Regions from separate parts of the Pan troglodytes genome. Here region 1 is linked to region 2. Evidence: chromatin contacts called from public HiChIP or PLAC-seq data. All regions are on one chromosome and are shown on one strand. The core of a region is the stretch at or near the end of the contact, and the rest is flanking DNA. Distances in the headings are between cores, read along the strand shown.

Evidence for each region. HiChIP or PLAC-seq counts read pairs in DNA pulled down with a chosen protein or histone mark.
Region 1: a contact with region 2 is called in an H3K4me3 HiChIP or PLAC-seq map of stem cell-derived excitatory neurons, with 12 times the contacts expected there. The contact joins the promoter of C1H1orf174 here to the promoter of AJAP1 in region 2. A contact is called at or near these places in 1 of 1 datasets of contacts at active chromatin or transcription factors (stem cell-derived excitatory neurons) and 1 of 1 other capture datasets (stem cell-derived neural stem cells).

The regions. Positions count from the first base shown.
Region 1 is chr1:228,175,150-228,181,408 of NHGRI_mPanTro3-v2.0_pri, reverse strand. C1H1orf174 (chromosome 1 C1orf174 homolog) reads right to left here and starts at 4,098. Exons shown (of 4, transcript NM_001251898.3): 1 at 3,977-4,098. The coding sequence starts at 3,991.
Region 2 is chr1:227,408,991-227,415,384 of NHGRI_mPanTro3-v2.0_pri, reverse strand. It overlaps AJAP1 (adherens junctions associated protein 1), which reads left to right and starts at 2,122. Exons shown (of 6, transcript XM_003307782.6): 1 at 2,122-2,246. The coding sequence starts at 2,218. It overlaps LOC134807838 (a long non-coding RNA gene), which reads right to left and starts at 1,307. Exons shown (of 3, transcript XR_010149215.1): 1 at 592-1,307; 2 at 290-407; 3 at 1-40.

The sequences.
Region 1 (6,259 bases), core at 2,849-5,348, 760 kb before region 2:
GCTCCATTCTACAAGTAGGGTTTGAGCCTCTGCAAGAGGCTCCGCCCAGTGAACCAAGAAGACTGGGGCCCCATCAACCCTGTCCTAGATACGAGGTGGTTCCAGGCTGGGGAAGACACATTTGGAGGATCTCAGGCTGCTGCTAGCTCCCCCAGCCCCCATTCAGAGAGGAGCCCATTACTGTCCTCAGCTGCAGGCCCTGGCTCAGAGGCTCTGCCTGGGATGAGAGGCAGGCAACTAAACAGACAGCTCTTACATCTGCCCAAAGGCACCAAATTCCCTGCCATGGAATGTGGAGAAGTTCCGGCCTAAGGGAGCTGTTCAAGTACCGTGGAGGCTGTGATGAAGGGGGTGGAGGCAGTGGAGAATCAAGCAATAGGCCAAACTGTAGGCCAACCAGTTCGCAGGAGAGAGCCAGAGACTAACACAGCTGGGAGGAGGCCTCTTGGACACCGAACAAACTAACCAAACACTGACCTTAGAAAGTATCCCTTCGAAGAAGCCACAATTTGATTGGATTAGTTTGTAGAGCAACTTATGCCCAGGCTGTTGCTGAGAACAGCATAATAACCTGGCATTAGCGAAGTTCAACAGCTGGATGTGGTCAGGGAAAGAGGAAAAGGACCTCACTAAAACCACTGTCATCCAGAGTGGCTGGGAGCCACCCCCCACCAGCAACATCACAGGCTGAACACTGTGGCAGGGGAAATATACTTTATCAAAACAATCTACCCAGTTGCTAAACAAATAAGCATATTAACAATGACAAGCCCCAGGGTTGGGGACAGTACCCAGAATTGCTAAAATGTATTATCTAAATGTCAAAAAAATTATGAAGGCATAATCCCAACAAAAAATTATGAAGCACTCAAAGAAAAAGAAAAGTAGGCTCATACACTGGAATAAAAGCAGGCCACAGAAGCTGTCTGTGAGAGTGACCAGATGTTGGATTTATACATATATAAAGGACCAAGGTAGCCATGATAAACAATATCAAGATCATGAATAAAGAAGAAACATAAGATAATGCTGCATCAAAGAGACTATCAATAAAGAGAAATTACTTAAAAACCAAATGGAAATTCTGGAGTAGAAAAGTACAAAACCTGAAATAACAAAATTCACTAGAAGGGCTTAATAGTAGAACTGAACTGGCAGGATAAGCAAACTTGAAGACAGATCGATAGATTATGCATGCTGAAGAACACAGAGAAAAAAAGAACGAAGAAAAATAAAGCAAGCTGCAGAGAAATGCTGGACATCAAGTACACTAACATACACAAAATAAGAACCACCAGGAATGCAGAGAGAAAGGAGCAGAAAAAATATTTGAAGAAATAATGGCTGAGAACTTCTCAAATTTACAGAAAAACATTAACCTACATATCCAGGAATCTTTTTTTTTTTTGAGATGGAGTCTCACTCTGTCGCCCAGGCTGGAGTACAGTGGCACAATCTTGGCTCACTGCAAGCTCCGCCTCCCAGGTTCATGCCATTCTCCCACCTCAGCCTCCCAAGTAGCTGGGACTACAGGCGCCCGCCACCACGCCCAGCTAATTTTTTGTATTTTTAGTAGAGATAGGGTTTCACTGTGTTAGCCAGGATGGTATCAATCTCCCGACCTCGTGATCCGCCTGCCTCAGCCTCCCAAAGTGCTGGGATTACAGGCGTGAGCCACTGCGCCTGGCCCCATATCCAGGAATCTTAATGAACAGAACTCCAAATAGGATACATGCAAAGAGATCCACAGACACATCACTGTAAAAATACAAAGATCAAAGGCAAAATCTTGAAAGAGAACAAAATCTTGAAAGCCCCAAGAAGAAAGCCACTTAGAAGGGAACCTCAATAAATGAACTGACTGAAACAATGGAGAATATTCAAACATATTCAACATGCTCAAACAAACCTGTCAACCAAGAATCCTATATCCAGCAAAGCTATACTTCAAAAATGGGCTGGGCATGGTGGCTCATGCCTGTAATCCCACCACTTTGGGAGGCTGAGGCAGTGATCACCTGAGGTCAGGAGTTTTAGACCAGCCTGGCCAACATGGTGAAAACCTGTCTCCAGTAAAAACACAAAAATTAGCCGGGCGTAGTGGCAGGCTCCTGTAATCCCAGCCATTCCAGAGGCTGAGGCGAGAATCACTTGAACCCGGGAGGCAGAGGTTGCAGTGGGCCGAGATCACACCTCTGCACTCCAGCCTGGGCAACAGAGTGAGACTCTGGTCTCAAAGCAAAAACAACAACAACAACAACAAACTCACTTTACGAGAAACACTAAAAGAAGTTCATCAGGCTGAAAGCAAGTGACCCCAGACAGTAATTCAAAACCACACACACACACAAACAGCACCAGTAAAGGTAATTATGTTCTTATATAGTTTAAATGCCTATTCCTCTACCTCCTTCTCTTAATTTAAAAAGCAATTGTATACAATAATATGTGTATAATATATACAGACATGTACTATATTTGCCAATAACAAAACAAAGAAAGTGGGTGAAAGCAAACCCCTACTGGCTAAGGAAATGACCACAGACAGCAAGTAATAATAATAACACAGTACTGTTGAGTTTGTAACATTATCAGATGTAATACATATAACAAAATACCACAAAAATAACCATATAAGAGTAACATTTCTGTATCACTTGGAATTAACCTAGTACAAATCTGAAGCTTAAGATGTATATGGAGAATATGAAGATTAAGATGTATACGGTAAAACATAGAGCAAGCACTGGAAAAAACCCGAAAAAGTTGTGAAAAAAAATCATTAAATTAAAATGCTACATTAGGAAATATTCACTTTAATCCACTTAAAGAAGGAACGGGAAGAAAAAGACAGACTTGTATAAAGAAAAGAAAAAGTAAAACGGCAAATGTAAACCTAACTACAGTGTATCAATAATATTAAATGTGCATGGGCTAAACAATTCAATCAAAAGGCAGAAACTACCAGACTGGATTTTAAAAAAGATCCAAGTATATGTGCCTACAGGAGACAAGTTTTGGTTCAAAGATAAAAATAGTAAAAGGAGTTGGAATTCACAAGTGGCCACTCCCATTTGAACAAACCAGGAGAGCCTCCATGCAGCTCAGAGCCTCCCAAGTGGACCTGGACCCGCGCCGGGTCCACTGTGAAAAGGGTCCTTCGCCTTAAATGTTACACCCACGCAATGAGCACTTGCCCCTTGCCAGACACTGGCACCCCCCTTCAATCCTCACCACCCTCTTGGTGGATCCCTCATCACCCCACTTTTAGCACATTAAGTAGATGGGGCCAAGCTGAGGTCACTTGCTGTGTGACCTCCATTGGAGTGGCAGCAGTTGAGGGGCACAAACTCAGCTCTGCAGCATCCAGCACTACCAGGAATTGAAACCAGTTCTGGAGAGGGTGCCCCACCTTCCTAGGAAAGCAGCCTGAAACCTCTCTTCAAGGGGGCGTGACCTGGGAGCCCCCTGTTGCCCAGGACGTGAACTGTGAGCTCTACTTCTCCCGAGGGCGTGGACCGGAGCCCCCCTTCTCCCGGGGGCATGGCCTGGGAGCTCCCCTTCTCCCGGGGGTGTGGCCCAGAGCCCCCCTTCTGCGGGAGTGGGTAACCTGGGAGCCCCCTTCTCCCGGGGACGTGACCTGTGAGCTCCACTTCTCCCGAGGGCGTGGCCCGGAGCCCCCATTCTCCCGGGGGCATGGCCTGGGAACGCCCCTTCTCCCGGGGGCGTGGCCTGGGAGCTCCCCTTCTCCCGGGGGCGTGGCCCGGAGCCCCCTTTTCACAGGGGCGTGACCTCGGAGCCCTCCTTCTCCCGGGAGCGTGGCCTGGAGCCCCCAACTCCTGCCGGGGGCGAGGCCCAAGCGGAGGCCGCTCCTAGGCCACAGGCACCCCGTGACCCCGCCCCGGTTCTCCAGACAGCAGGTGGCCCAGAGTCCCCGCCCTGCCCGGCGCAGCTGCTGCCGGGACCCAGCCCTCACCTTCCGGCTCCTCATGAGTGTGAGCACCGCAGCCAAGCACCGCGCGCCCCGGCCAACGCGTCCCGGCGGAGCGGCGACCCGGAGTCTGCAGAGCGCGCCGCGGCGGCGTCCGACGTCAGCACAGCCAATCACAGTGCAGCACCCTCGTCATGTGACCACACAGTGTTGGCTCTTTCGTAAGCGGCGGTCGAAGGTCACAGGCCTTGGGCCAGTGGTGGGACACTGGAGCAGGCAGTCGGCCTGTGGCTGGCCATGTTCATGAGGGCGCGTCCCTTGGCACCCCTGTAGCCGCTATGTTTCCCACGCCCGTGGCAGGCCTGAGAGATTATGTTTGCGGGGGGTGCTTTTTTGGTAGCTTCTGTGTTCGCCATATTTGAAAGGGGCAGACGGCCATGTTCGTGAACGGCGCTTCCCTTGGTGCACCTGTGGCCGCCATGTTTGAGCGGGGCGAGCAACCATGTTCTTGAGGGGTGCTTCCCTTGAAGCCTCTTTGGCCACCATGTTTGAGAGGGGCAGGCGGCCATGTTTGTAAGGGGCGCTTCTCTTGGTGCACCTGTGGCCGCTATGTTTGAGAGGGGCAGGCAACCATGTTCGTGAGGGGTGCTTCCCTTGAAGCCTCTTTGGCGCCATGTATGAGAGGGGCGGACGGCCATGTTTGTGAGGGGCTCTTCCCTTGGTGCGCCTGTGGCCGCCATGTTTGAGAGGGGCGGGCGGGGCGTCCGTGAGGGGCCCCTCCCCTTGCATCCCCTGGCTAACAGCCTGCAGGAGGGCGGGAAGTGCTTTCTCCAGTGCCGCAGAGCGCTGGTTTCTGAGTGCCGGTTAGCGGCCTTGAGCAGCGCGAGGGACTCCCAGGCCTGCCCTTGCTGCGGCCCCGCTGGGGAGCTTTGCGCGCTTGTCGCAGGCTGTGCTGCCCCGCGACATGCCGCTTTGGGTTGGGGTGGCCCGCCCGGGAAGTGGCCTCAGCTGTCCCCCCACGTTGCGGGCGGGAGGGGGCCTTAGTGGAGGCCGTCGGTGGGCCCAGAAGCCCAGGGTCCGGCGTCGGGCTGGGGGCCGGTTTTCGCCCCCCGTTACGTGCACGGCGGGAAATGACCCCTCCGCCGTCCCGTTACTCTCCGCGGCCAAAGTGGACTCGCAGCGGCCACGCCTTTTCCAATGGCCACGCCCCTAGCAGGCCTGGGCGGACCCGCAGCGGCCACGCCTCCTCCAATGGCCACGCCCTATCAGGTCTGGATGGACACACGGCGGCCACGCCTCCTCCAGCAAACACGCCCCTAGCAGGCCTGGGCTGCTGTGATGTGTCCTCTTTGGCTGCCGCTGAGGGAGGTGTTTGTAAAGCTGAGGACCACTGTTCTGTTGTGGGTTTTTTTGTTTGTTTGTTTGTTTTTTGAGACGGAGTCTCGCTCTGTCACCCAGGCTGGAGTGCAGTGGCGCGATCTCAGCTCACTGCAACCTCTGCCTCATGGGCTCAAGCGATTCTCCTGCCTCAGCCTCCTGAGTAGCTGGGATTACAGGCAGGCGCCACCACACCTGGCTAATTTTTGTATTTTTAGTAGAGATGGGGTTTCATCATGTTGGTCAGGCTGGTCTCGAACTCCTGACCTCAAATAATCCGCCCACCTTGGCCTCCCAAAGTACTGGGATTACAGGCGTGAGCCACCGTGCCAGGCCCACTGTTCTTTTGTTTTCTTTTTTTTTTTTTTTTTGACGGGAGTCTCGCTATGTCGCCCAGGCTGGAGTGCAGTGACGCAATCTCGGCTCACTGCAAGCTCTGCCTCCCGGGTTCACGCCATTCTCCTGCCTCAGCCTGCCGAGTAGCTGGGACTACAGGCTCCCGCCACCACACCCGGCTAATTTTTTTGTATTTTTAGTAGAGGCGGGGTTTCACCGTGTTAGCCTGGATGGTCTCGATCTCCTGACCTCGTGGTCCACCTGCCGCGACCTCCCAAAATGCTGGGATTACAGGCGTGAGCCACCGCGCCCGGCACACTGTTCTGTTCTTAAGAATTTCAACATAGAAATGAAATCCAGCCTTGCCTTAAACCCTCCAGCCCTCAAGTTCTCTGGGCTCTAGGATGTGTGTCTTCAGAAAAGGGCGCAGGGTGGAAACCACATCAGAGGCCGAGGACACCTGGCCCCTCCCCTCTCCGCCCGCAGGTGGCTGCGCAGTCTAGGGCTGGCTCCCAGGTGCTTGGGCACAGGGCACACCCAGCAGCCCGTACTGTGCTTTGCAAATAAATGGGAGTCTTATTTCCTTTTTAAATCATTATTATTTTTTTTCAAGTG
Region 2 (6,394 bases), core at 873-3,372:
TGCCTGGCTCCTCAAGACCGTTGGCAAAGATCCTGGAGGCCTGGGGGTGAAAGGGCTGCTTGGGGGACTTAAGCCCCAAGCTATGGTTCGCCTGGGAGACTAAGTCCCAAGCCATGGTCCTCCTGGGACACTGAGCCCCAAGCCATGGTCCTCCTGGCTCTGCCCTTCCACCCCCTCACTGGCTGCCCCTCCCAGGGAGGCCTCACCTGTGAAGTGCTTCCCGCCCCCCTCACCCCCCACGGCTCTCGCATGGCCTGGGGCGATTCCAGAGCTGGCCTGGGTCAAGCACCTGCACAGAGCACAGAGCGAAGACTCGGCATGGTATATCCCCCGCCCCTTGCACCTTTCCCCAGTGAAGGGTGGCACCAGTGTCCTTTCCAAGGCCCGGATTCTGCACTGCCCTCAGCCTGTGGAGGATTAAAAGCAGGGTTTTGCCGTGGTTTCTCAAGGCGTCAGCGGGTCTGCAGAGGATTCCGCCCCATGTCACTTCTCTCAGTGAAAGGTCCCCGCCCAGCGTCTGTCCTCCTTTAAGTGCCCCCCCATTTGTTTTTTGTTGTTGTTTTTGTTTGTTTTTTGCAAATACAGACTAACCAGGTAGGCACAGAGGAGTCCTGGCATGGGAAGGGAGCAGTGAAACGCCGGTGGAGAGTCTGGGAGGCCCAGATTCCCTGGAACTTTCCAGCGACACCTCCGGAGCAAGGGCCTGGCCAGGCAGCAGCTGCGCTGGGCGATGAGGGACCGTTGGGTAATCGGGGGCATAGGACCGGGCTTCGCTGGGTTCGGGGCAGAAGCGCCGAAGCTCCGACCCGGAACGCGGTGACTTCATCAACGCAGAAGCCCGCGCAGCCGAGCAGAGGAGTCCCTCGTAGGCGACCCTCGGACAGACGCTCCTGCGCGACCCGCGTGGCTCAGCTCCGCCCCAGGAAACTTTTCGCGCAGCCCCCGCTCCATGCGCCCCCACCCAGTCCTTCTTCGGGGCCGCCCCCTCCCCAAAGTAGCTCTCCGGGTCCACTGGGCGCCCCCGTAACCGGGTCGGAACCTCGAACGGCTTCGCATGCCATCCGGTTACCCTGGCAACACCATCCGGCGGCGCCCGGCGGTCCAATCCTAGCCTGCGGCCTCTCTCGAGCCTTTCGCAAGGTGGGGACCGGGACGCGACCGGGGATGGGGAAGGGGGCTGCAGGAGGCCCCGCCTACGCTGTCGCCCCTGCTGGGCACAGCGCCCCCCACCACCCGCGGCGACCCCGGCCCCCGCAAGGTGGGGCGGCGAGCAGGAGCCGGGGCCAGGCCAGGGGCTCGAGCTCCCGTTCGAGGGGCGGGGAAGGCGGGTGACGTGAGCCGGGCCGGGCGGGCGGAGTTGGGACCGGCTCCGGGAGGCGGGGGCGAGCGCGCGGAGAGGCAGACGCGAGGAGGGAGGCGGCTGAGCAGCGCGGGCGGCTCTGCGGCGGGCGCGGTGGGCGCGGGCGGCGGGGCCCCGGGATCCCCGCGCGCCTCCTCCGCGCGGCGCCGCCGCCGCGCGTCCCCACGCCCCGCGCTCCACGGCGCCCTCGCCCCGCGCGCCTCTCGTGCCCGCCTCCTGCCAGTCTCCGGGCCGCGGCCGTCTGCAGAGCGAGCGCTCAGACGGAGCCCCCGGGCAACTTGAGTGGCGCCGATCGGCGGCGGAGCCTCTGGCAGAGCCCCCCGACCCGGCAGCGCGGAGAGGACCCGCGTCCGTCCGCGTCGCGTCGTCCCAAACCCTAAGCAGCGCCGCCCCATCGGCGCGGAGCTCCGGCTGGAGGCAAGAGCCGCGCGCCGGGAGACACGCACCGTGAGCGGCAGCGCCGCCGGCCTCCCTCCTCGCAGCCCCGGAGGGCGAAGCCGCGGCTCCCCAGCCCTTTGCTGCGCCGCGACAGCGCCGGAACACGCCCCGCCTCGCTGCCGCCTTCGCTGTGCCGCCGGCGGAGGGGGCCGCGAGCCCCGCGCCCCGGCCGGAGGATGTGCGCCCCCGCGGGCCGCCCAGCCTGAGCCATGCGCCCCAACGGCGGCGGCGCGCCGGCCGGCATGGAGCCCCGCGCGGCCGCGCTCTGACTCGCTGTGCGCCCCGCGGCCGGCGGGCGGCGGGAGGCGGCGGACCGAGAGCCGGAGACCGGCGCCGCGGGACGGAAGCGAGCGGGCGCGGGCGCCGCGCAGATGGCCTGGGCGAGCCAGGTCTGAGGCCCCGCTCCCCGAAACGTGACCATGTGGATTCAACAGCTTTTAGGACTCAGGTGAGCGACCCGGCCGGCGCCGGGTGCGTGTGGGCGCGTGGGTGCCAGGCTGGGCGGAAGCGGCGCTTTCCTCTATGTTGCAAATCAAGGGACCCCTCTTCGCTTCCCGCAAGCGGGCAACGGGGTGCACCGGGAGCCGGAAAGGGGCGCCCGCCCGGAGCCTGGAGCACCGCGGCCCTGGCGGGGAGCGGCCGGGTCTCCAGGGCTCCGCGCGTCCGGGGTCGGGGCAGCGGCGCCCGCCCCAGCAACCCGGGCAGTGGGGCCGGCCAGGCGCGCCCGCAGCTCTAGGAGCCAGCAGCGCAGTGTCCTGGCCGGCTGCCCCGGCGCGCCTCCTCCCCGGGGCCCGGGGCGAGGCGCCGGCCGCTGGGCGCGGCGGGCGCGGGGGCCGGGGCTGCCAGGGAAAGCTAAAGCTCCGGGCTCCCAGCGAGAGCTTCGCAGGCGGAGTTGGAGGAAACCAGAGCCAAACAGCCACTCCGCTCCCCCTTCTCCTTTCTCGGGGCCCCGGGGCTGAGCAGGGGCCTCCCAGGCTCCCAGCTGCCGACCCAGCTGTTTGCGGGTGACCTCCGGGCCCGACGGGCGCCCACAGCTGGCGGGCAGCTGGGGCGGGAGAGCTGGGGTTCTTGGGGAGCTCCGGCGGCCACCCCGCTGTAAGCACACACGCACATACGCCCGCCGGCGCGCCCGGGGCTTGTCTGTGTCTGGGACTCCAGGGCCAGATGGAACAGGGGGTTCGAGCCTAGAGCCCGTGGTGGGGGTGTCCAGAAGACCCTTCTCGGCAAACTTTGCCAGCCCGCCGGGGTTCTTGGGCTTCTCTGGCTTCTGCCTGGGGTGGCCCAGGGCCCACCAGAGCACAGCTGTCGTTTTTGCTGGGCAGGCTGCCTCTGAGCCCTCGCCCTCCTGCCGGGGCATTCACCGAGCTCGTGCATTTGGGTCCCGGGTTGGAACCGCGAGCGGGGAGGACAGAGGTGGAGGCGGAGAGCAGCGTGCGGTTCTCGAGTTTGTCCACTGGGATGCACTGCGCTCCCGCGTTGGGGACGAAAAGGCCAGTAGTTGTTAGCCCGCTGCTTGAGCCGCCCCCACTCAGGGATGAAGCTGCGGGGGGAGTGAGGCGAAGGGAGGGAGGATCTAGTGCGTGTCCTGATTTTGAGAAATCGGAAGGGGACTGGGACGCCAAGTGTTTTCTAGCGACCCTTGATTTATGAGCCGATTCTGCTCCCAGAGGTGAATACTGTATAACACATCTAGTGAACATTGTCAGATGTTATTATTAGCATCCCTTCCCTCAGTGGCCGATCTTGCTGTGGGCTTCAAAGGTTAATCATGGAGCCGATTGTGTTGGGTGTGGGATATTGGTCGGGCGTGAATCGATAAGTGTGCTTGGGCTAGATAAGGTTTAGGCTTGGACCGTTCTGGGATGTTGGCAAAATGGAGCGAGGACAGCTTTGCAGGAATGACCCTGATCCAGGTGCCCTGGAGGCCTGGCATCCCCTGCTCTGCCCCGGACTGTCCCAGGTCTCAGCAAGACCTTCCAAGGCTTTGTGAATGACCAGACGGGTCCCCACACTGGCCAGTGGCTGGTCTTCAGCTCCGACCTGCTTCCTGAGCTGCCATCTGCCACTTGATTCCTGATGGCAACTTATTTGAACAGACATTTTTTTTTTTTTTATTGCTAAGTTGCTAGATTAAAAGATGAGTACATTTTGATAAAGGGAGAGAAGAGCAAATATCTTGGAAAGAAGCCTCTCTTTTGATTTGAAATTTACTAAAACAGTTCCTCTCAAGCATCCTCAAGCCGGATCTTGGGATTTTGCTTTAGGAAATAGTTCTGTTGGTTCTTTTGAAGTTTGACCTTTTGTTTTTCCCCCCTCGATGTCAGCACAGGAGATTTTCTGTAAGTGTGCCTTTAAGGACGAGCTGTCACCTATTTGGGATCCTGATGGGAGAGCTCTGTCTTGTTACTGCTGTCTCCTGGCCAGAGAAGGAGGCCTGTACCCAGAGGGTCTGGGTGGTTTTGCATCACAATGGGCACCTGGGGACTCTGAGCCAAAGGGTTGCAAGTTCAAGGTCTGGAAATGCACTTTTTCTTTCAAGACAGCCCTTCACCTTTGCTTGCAAGCCACTCCGCGGCTCCCTAGGTGAGCACTGGGCGTCTTGCTGCCAAGCTTGGAGCCTGGTTAGGACAGGTAGACACTGAGCCTCCAGCTGGGGTGGCAGAAGGCCTGGCTTGCTCCACCATGGGAGAGGTGCAGTGTAACTTGCTGGGCAGGGGGTGGGGGTGGGGGTGGGGTGGGCTTTCTTAGTTCCGGCCCCAGAGACGAGGTCTGGGCTTGGTTATTTACGTCTGTGTTGGAACTGAGCTGTATGTGGAGCTTTTTTTTTCTTTCCCCCCAAGAGGGAGAAGCAGATTGAGACTTATTGAGCAGCTTTTGTGTCTTTTGCGGTGGTATTTAATAGTTGTAGCAGAGCTCCAAAGATACTTTCCATCAGCTGAGAGAGAGGGAGCCATGGAAGGAGACCCAGTGGCTTGACAAGCCCTGCCAGAGCTCACCCGTGGAGGAGGCGTGTATTCAGCAAGCAGCTCAGAGCTCACCCGTGGAGGGGGCGCGTATTCAGCAAGCAGCCCAGAGTTTGGAGTTGGCTTCCTGGTTGTGAGTTGCTTCCCAGGCTGCAGACCTCAGATGCTGTGGCTTCCTCAGGGGCTCCGAGCGTCCACTTAATACGTTTGCTGGGTTGCGCTCAGGACTGTGATCCCTAGCAGAGTGCCACGAGCTCATTCCCAGCCCATGTCCCTGCGGCCATCCCATCTGTTCTCCCGCTCCAAGGTTCTGGGGCCCCTTTTGTTTGGGAGGCCCTGGGTGTGTGTGTTGACATAATTCACAGTTCCCCAAGCCCTCTCAGTGCGCGCTGTACCATGTCTGGGCCTCATGGCAGGGATCCATTGGCTTGGCTGTCACCATCCTCGCTGTAGAGTCCCCAGGCAGCTGGGGCTGTGCAGCCCAGCTTTAGCGGATGAAGTCAAACGCGCCGTCCACAAACATTGTGCTCCGGGTGAATCCTGGCTCGCGCCGATTTCCAGCTGCTGCTACTAAATTGATTGCAACTGGAATCCATCTAGTGTCAGTGGCTGTGCTACTCCTCAGGGACAATCATGCTTGACTAAACTGCAAATTTAGGAGGCAGCTCAAATCTTTGGGCAACATCGGTACATACCCCCCTTTCATGCTCACCCCCACCTTGGGGATACACTGCCCAAGTGGAGGAGCTGATGGCAGACTCCTTCCAGTGTGTCCCTGTTGTTTATTTACTTTGATCACCTGCTTCCTTTTCTTCCATGCATTGGAGAGGGGAGCAGGGCAACGCAGCTCAGGAATGGAGACAGCCCCACGCCTGCCGGGGGCAGCTGTCTCTGGGTCCCTGGAGGCAGAGCAGCGCCGGCTTCTCCAAGGCATGCACCTGCGTCTTTCTAGCGGGGGTCGCTGGAGGTGCTTCTGGACCCCAACCCAGTCTCCACTTCCGCAGCGCCAGTCCCTCTGACCCACACACAAATGGGGTGTTTGGCAGGTGGGGCCCTGTGTGCTCCTGGGTTCTGCATTTCCCTGAGCTTTTTGTGGGAAAGCCACAGGGTACCTGGAGTGTGACCCTGGGTTACAATGAAGTAGGTAAACACAAAACCCTGACTGGATTGCAAACAGCTGAGCCTTCAAGAGCCCAGGGGCTCCTCTCAGGGGTTATGTAAGAGTCATCTGTTTTAAATACGTAGTTGCCAAGTTTTCTTCAAAGGGTTACAAGTCAGTAGAGACCAAATTGATGTAAAGATTAGCTTGGAAAGCCAAATATATCCTTGATCTAGATTTTACATTTGAAGTCTGGCTTGAGAGGGTTTCTCCTGCCTGATGCCAATCAGACACAAGGAGGAGACAGGAGCAGGGGCTTTCTGGGGCTAGAGCAGGCAAACGTGGTACGGTCGACTCCATTCTTTCTTCCTCTGAGACCCCTTCCAGGAATTCAAAGGGGCTGGTGAGTCATGAGGCCTCGGAGCAGGGAGTGGTGGTGGTTACATAATTCAGATTAACTCTCAGTTAATCTGCCTTGAATAGAGAGTCAGGCTGGAGGGTGTCCATGTCAGACCTCCGGTGGCCCTTGGGCAT